Regions from separate parts of the Ovis aries genome. Here region 1 is linked to region 2. The links are chromatin contacts, called in public Hi-C maps. All regions are on one chromosome and are shown on one strand. The core of a region is the stretch at or near the end of the contact, and the rest is flanking DNA. Distances in the headings are between cores, read along the strand shown.

What was found. Hi-C and Micro-C count contacts between places; a contact is called where the count stands out from the background.
Region 1: a Hi-C map of hypothalamus shows a contact between it and region 2, with 4 times the contacts expected there. The contact joins the enhancer-like site here to the promoter of LOC101115808 in region 2. A contact is called at or near these places in 9 of 16 Hi-C or Micro-C datasets (hypothalamus, liver, mesenteric adipose tissue and 5 more).

What each region holds. Positions count from the first base shown.
Region 1 is chr11:60,744,087-60,746,936 of ARS-UI_Ramb_v3.0, reverse strand. It overlaps LOC105610550 (a long non-coding RNA gene), which reads left to right. Exons shown (of 5, transcript XR_001043779.5): 2 at 1-408; 3 at 1,190-2,850. Among named protein-coding and RNA genes, the nearest start is that of FAM20A, 91 kb to the left of the region's middle. Within about 2 kb of position 1,321, at least 22 of the 54 cell types and tissues checked have an H3K27ac peak or open chromatin away from gene starts, as enhancers often do. A contact at or near this core is called in hypothalamus and liver, where this site is marked.
Region 2 is chr11:60,667,635-60,670,406 of ARS-UI_Ramb_v3.0, reverse strand. LOC101115808 (ATP-binding cassette sub-family A member 9) reads right to left here and starts at 1,314. Exons shown (of 40, transcript XR_009595429.1): 1 at 1,121-1,314.

The DNA.
Region 1 (2,850 bases), core at 72-2,571, 77 kb before region 2:
AGGTCAGGTACATAGATAAGCTTATTATGTCTTGATGGCATACTTCTTTTAAAAATGTCTCTCTATATTTTGTTTCCTTTAAATCTTGCAGTTATTTAAAATTGTTTTTAAAAATTAATGTTATTGAAGTAGAGTTGATCTGCTATTTAAATATTGTGTTCAGGGCTACTGTACAGCAACGTGACTCGGCTGCGTATATTCTTTTTCAGATTTAGCCCGTGATGTCCACGTATCACAGGATACTGATATAGCTCCCCGCGCCGCAAGCAGGCCGCGCTGCCCATCCGCTCCATAGGCCACGGCTTGCGTCTGCCGGTCCCAGACTCCCGGCCGCGCCTCCCCCCGCGCCCGGCCCCCTGGGCAGCCGCCAGCCTCTTTCTGGGCTGTGAGCCTGTTTCCGTTTTGTAGGTGAGTCCGTTTGCGGCGTGCGTAGATTCCCCGTGCAGGCGGCAGCATGCTGCGTCTCTTTCTCTGACTCGCTTCAGTTCTTGGCGTGGCGTCTCTGGGCCCATCCATGGCGCTTCAGACGGCATTATGCCATTCCTTTTTTACGAAGTTATCTGTAACTGGAGGATAATTGCTTTACCATATGGCGTTGGTTTCTGCCAGACGTCAACACGAATCTCCCGTAGGAACGCACACGCCCCTCCCTCTTGAGCCGCCTCCGCATCCCCCACCCCCCATCCCCCCTCTAGCCGAGCACGGGCTGAGCCCCGTGGCACACGGCGCCTCCCCCGCTGGCTGCTTTGCACAGGGCGGTGTGTCTCTTTAATGCTGCTCCCAGCTCTCCCCGCCTCTCCTTGCCCCAGGGCCTACAAGGCTGTTCTCTACGTCTGCGTTCTCCTTGCTGCCCTGCATACGGGCTCATCAGTCCCATCTTTCTTGATTCCTCATATCTCATTAATTATGTGATACTTGTTTGTCTCTTTCCGACTCTGTGTCTGTTTCCTTCCTTTTTATGGTGGAGTGATATTCCACTGTATGTAGGGACCACGCCTTCTTTACCCACTCCCCTGTCGATGGACATGTAGGTGGCTTCCATGGCCTGGCTGCTCTGAACTGTGCCGCAGTGAATGCAGGGTGCAAGTAGCTTCTAGAGCTTTCTCCAGATTGCCCAGGATCGGGGTCGCGGGATCATATAGCAACTCTATCTTTAATTTAAAAACATCTATGTGGATGTGTTTCACAGGGAATGCCTAACTCGCACTACGATCCTGTTGCTGTCTGAAATATTGCCGTTTCCTCTCCTGCCTCCCTGGTGGCCACGCTGAGAGCAAACGAGGGATCTGCCCTGCTGGCGTCCACGTTGGGCCAGGAGGTGGCGCTGGCCGCAAGCCTGCGTCCTCATCTCATGGAGACTCACGGAGGGAGAGAAGGAACTTGCGGGTGTGCTTGCCGGAGGTGGGGAAGGTTGCCGGGGAAGCGACCGTTAGGGTTTGGGATGGACATGTGCACACGGCTGTGTTTAAACAGGAGAACGACAAGGACCTGCTGTCCAGCACGGGGAGGTCAGCCTGGACAGGAGGGGAGTTTGGGGGAGAATGGACACGTGTGTAGGTGTGGCTGAGCCCCTTAGCTGTCCGCCTGAAACTATCCCGGCACTGTTAATCGGCGAAGCCCCAACACAAAAGAAAAAGTTAAAAAAAAGAAGAAAACCTATTTCCTCTTTTCAGAAGAAACAAGGCGTTTCTGTTTTTCACATTGAGGTCAAAGATCCAAAGCAGAACTGGAAGAAGACCAAATATTGTCAAAGGCCATAATTCACATCCTGAAGATTCTTGCCATCCTTGGGTGTTTCTTTGGGAGGGCCTGGGCGGGGGAGCGGGGCAGGGAACAGACAAAAGAAATCTCCGATGTACATTCTGGGAATTTTAGAGACAGCCTCGCATGTTCTTTCAGAGAAAGGTGCAGGAACAAAGCACTCTTGTGTCGTAAATAACAAGCGGGGGGGTACAGCTGGGGAGAGGGGCATTCTGTTCCTCTTCTAGAAACAGCTCCGGGATTCCAGTTCCATGACCTTTCCGGCCGCCCTGAAGGAATAGAAACTTCCTGACTTCTACAATCGGACCATTTGACAGTTCTTATTCGCATGGAATTTAGGAACTGGAAAGGATCTTTGAGAACATTTAGTCCAAGCTTTACCCAGCACATCAGTCGGCCTCATTAGCGGATGGTAGAAGCTCCATTTATCCCCAGTTCCCACAAGGGTGGACTCACTTGTGTTTTCAGTTCACTCTGGGGCCCATGGGTGAGGTCGTTGTTTCAGCCGGGCTGTCCTCATGACTGGCGCTCCCAGCACTGCTTATTGAGCACTGGACTCACTCACAGTCCACTTATTTATTAAGCGAATGTCGGTTTATTTAATTGGCATCTACCCGTGGCTTCACGGCACAATAAAGAAGCCACCTGCCAGGGCGGGAGAAGCAAGAGACGAGGACGCGACCCCTGGGTCAGGAAGACCCCCCTGGAGGAGGGCGTGGCACCCCACTCCAGCATCCTTGCCTGGAGAATCCCACGGACAGAGGAGCCTGGCGGGTCACAGTCCATGGGGTCACAGAGTAGGACCTGACTGAAGTGACTTAGCACACACACACACGCACACACACGCACACACACGCACACACGCACACACACGGGTTACTACCAGGCGTTGAATACAGTCCCCTGAGCTCTACGTGGCTCCTTGGTGTGGGTGGCTGTTCTATTTAGTGGTGTCACTGGCCTCTATCTACTACATCCCAGCTGCACCACCCTTCCCCAAATGGTGATAATAAGAAATCTTTCCAGGGGAACTTTGCACCCCAAAGGACACAATCCTTCCAGCTGGGGACCACTTCATTGGGGCTGAAA
Region 2 (2,772 bases), core at 65-2,564:
GGGTGCCCCGGTCGCTACGAACCTGCTTTGCAGTGCAAGGGCCACCCTGGTCTGGGAAGATCCCGGTCGTGCAGAGCCACTGAGCCCATGAGTCTGAGCCTGTGTCTAAAGCCTGCAAGCCGCAAGCACTGAAGCCCGAGGGCCCTGGAGCCCGTGATCCGCAACAGCAGACGCCCCAGAGGCAAACAAGAAAGGAAACTCGGATAGTAAACATTTCCAGTTAGGAAACCAGAGCTCCCGGAGACCGTGGTGTCTAGAAGGGTTAACACACTGCTGGGGTCTCCTCTGCTTTCTTGCTGTGGATGGATGCGTGTGCTGGAGAATATTTTAAAGAATAATGAACATGATCTAGTCATGATTGTGGTGTTTCTAACTGTTAAGGCTGATTTTTTTTTTTTTTTCCACAGCATGTCCTGATCGGAAATAAAAATACCATTCACTGTAGTTGCACAAAACATCTATTTAGCTTAAATTGCTCTGAATAGGAGCCCGTGTGATCTGGAAATAATAACTTGGCTATAAAAGCCAGTCATTTCCTATTCAGACAGAATTCCCAGTATTCAGAGAATAAACATGTTACACAATAAATTTCACAAAAATTGAGGATGATAAACAAAGTCAATGAAAATATAGCCTTAAGATTTCTTGATGAAGCCATTTAAATCATTTAAATACTCAGAACCTTAGGTCTCTGGTTAAAAAAAAAAATTAATACTCAGAAAATCATGTATCACCCCAATGCATGTAAAGCCTCTGGCAACAAAATTGAAAATGAACAAAAAAGAATAAGTAATTCTTACAGTTTGAGAAATACAGCTCATTCTTGTAAAGAGGCAACATAAAGTCACATTCCTTTCAGCTTATCCAATAGTCTCTTAGATAAAACATGCTATTTGTCCAAACATGCTTTAGTCATTGGGTAAAAATTTAAATAAATCTTGGTTCTCTACATGGTTATTTAGCAATACAATATGAAATACTCAGATAATTTGAAAAATCAGAATGACTTGCTAACACCATCCTGCATCTAATAGTTCTCATCCAAGTGTTTGGCATTCCCTGTTTGAAGTCACACGTTATATTTTCATATGCAAAACCACGATTTCAGAGGTTAACTTACTCTCAGGAAAGCTGGAGCAAGACTCCAGAAACAGTTCATCCACGGGTCTCCGCGGGTCCTGGAGAACAATTCACATTCCTTTTGGGTCACTACTACATCACGCTTTTAATTTCATGTTTATTGTGAATAGTTCCGTGTAGAATGATTTCCGAAAAGGATTATGGTCTTAATTCAGCCAGACTGCCAAAAACTCTGTGCTCACATCACATGGTGACTTCTTTGCAGTTTTCCATTTCTCTGTCTCCCTGCCAGCTCCTGAGCAGGGCGTTTGCGGCTGCAGATGGCTGGCTGGACACAGCGAGCGTAAGTACTATCGATTCAAAGAGAAGCTAGTCTCTCCAATTAGCTTTTTCATAAAGGCCCTCATGGGAGAGCTGGCTCCCAACACAGTCTTTTAAAGAAACATAAGTAAAGAAACAGTTTGGAACAGAGCAGAAACAAGTAAAAAAGAAAAAAAAATGACATGGAGAAGGGAACGGCAACCCACTCCAGTATTCTTGGGAGAATCCCATGGACAGAGAAGCCAGGCGGGCTATTGTCCATGGGGTCTCAAAGAGTTGGGCACGACTGAGCAGCTCACACACACACACACACACACACACACACTCTGTGCTGAGCCCGGGGGATGCCTGTGAGAAGCACGCATGCACCCATTCGGAAAAAAAAAAAAAAAAGAAAAATACAGAAACGGGCCAGAAAGCAACTCGAAAGTCTCCATTGAAATTTAGTTCTTAAAATCTGGATATAGAAATATGGCGATGAAGAATGTAATTTTTTTTAAGGGAACAAAATGAACTGAATTTTCATCTTCATCTGAGTTGGGTTGCATGCCAGCTACCTGCAGCACCCTTCTTGCAGTGGGCAACAGGAGGGTCCTTAGAGCAACAGCGCCTAAAAGCACCTGCCCTCCCAAGGTGGACAAGCTTGTTATTTCTGCAGAAGTGCCAGAAGGCAGACTACTTTCTCCGTTAGCAGCCGCTGGTTCCTGCTGTGTATTGGTTTCATATTTTACTGAAGAAACATTTTTAACAGGTAAGAGCTGCCATTCCATCTTTTTTTGGGCATTTCAGGTAAATCAAAGACGAGGCAATTCTAAAAAAAAGTGAAAAAGTTGCTCATGAAATTGCGTGAAATTGTAACTTCATGAAAGTATAATTCATGGAGAAGAAAGGTGAGTAGGGGCCAGCGTCTCTCTGCTCGCTGCGGGGGTCTGTTACGGTCCCCTGTACTGTAACTACTTTCTGAAAACGCCCCTGAGGGCATATGCTGTTCGGGTAATTCTCAAACCAAGTAGACTCATCCGTTTCCTACAGGCTGTGGTAATCGCGTGAGATCGTCCTCATTCACCTCCCATTCTCTCATATTTGTTCCCTTGCAAATTGTATGAGTCCAGAAATTGCTAGGCTAGCAAAATAGAGGCAGGTTGAACTCACTAAGGCCTACGACTGTCAAACAAAGACAGGCTCTGATTGTTTCTGTACGTCTGCTGTCTCCTCCAGAAGATACGAAATTATCATACTCAATAACACCTGCCAGAGAATATAACGTGGACATTTTGTTTTCAGCTGAACTTTGTATCTAGGAGAGAGATTATGTCTTCTGACCCCAGCTGGCTTCTGGACTGGATTCTTTCCTTTCAACACCCTGGCCTC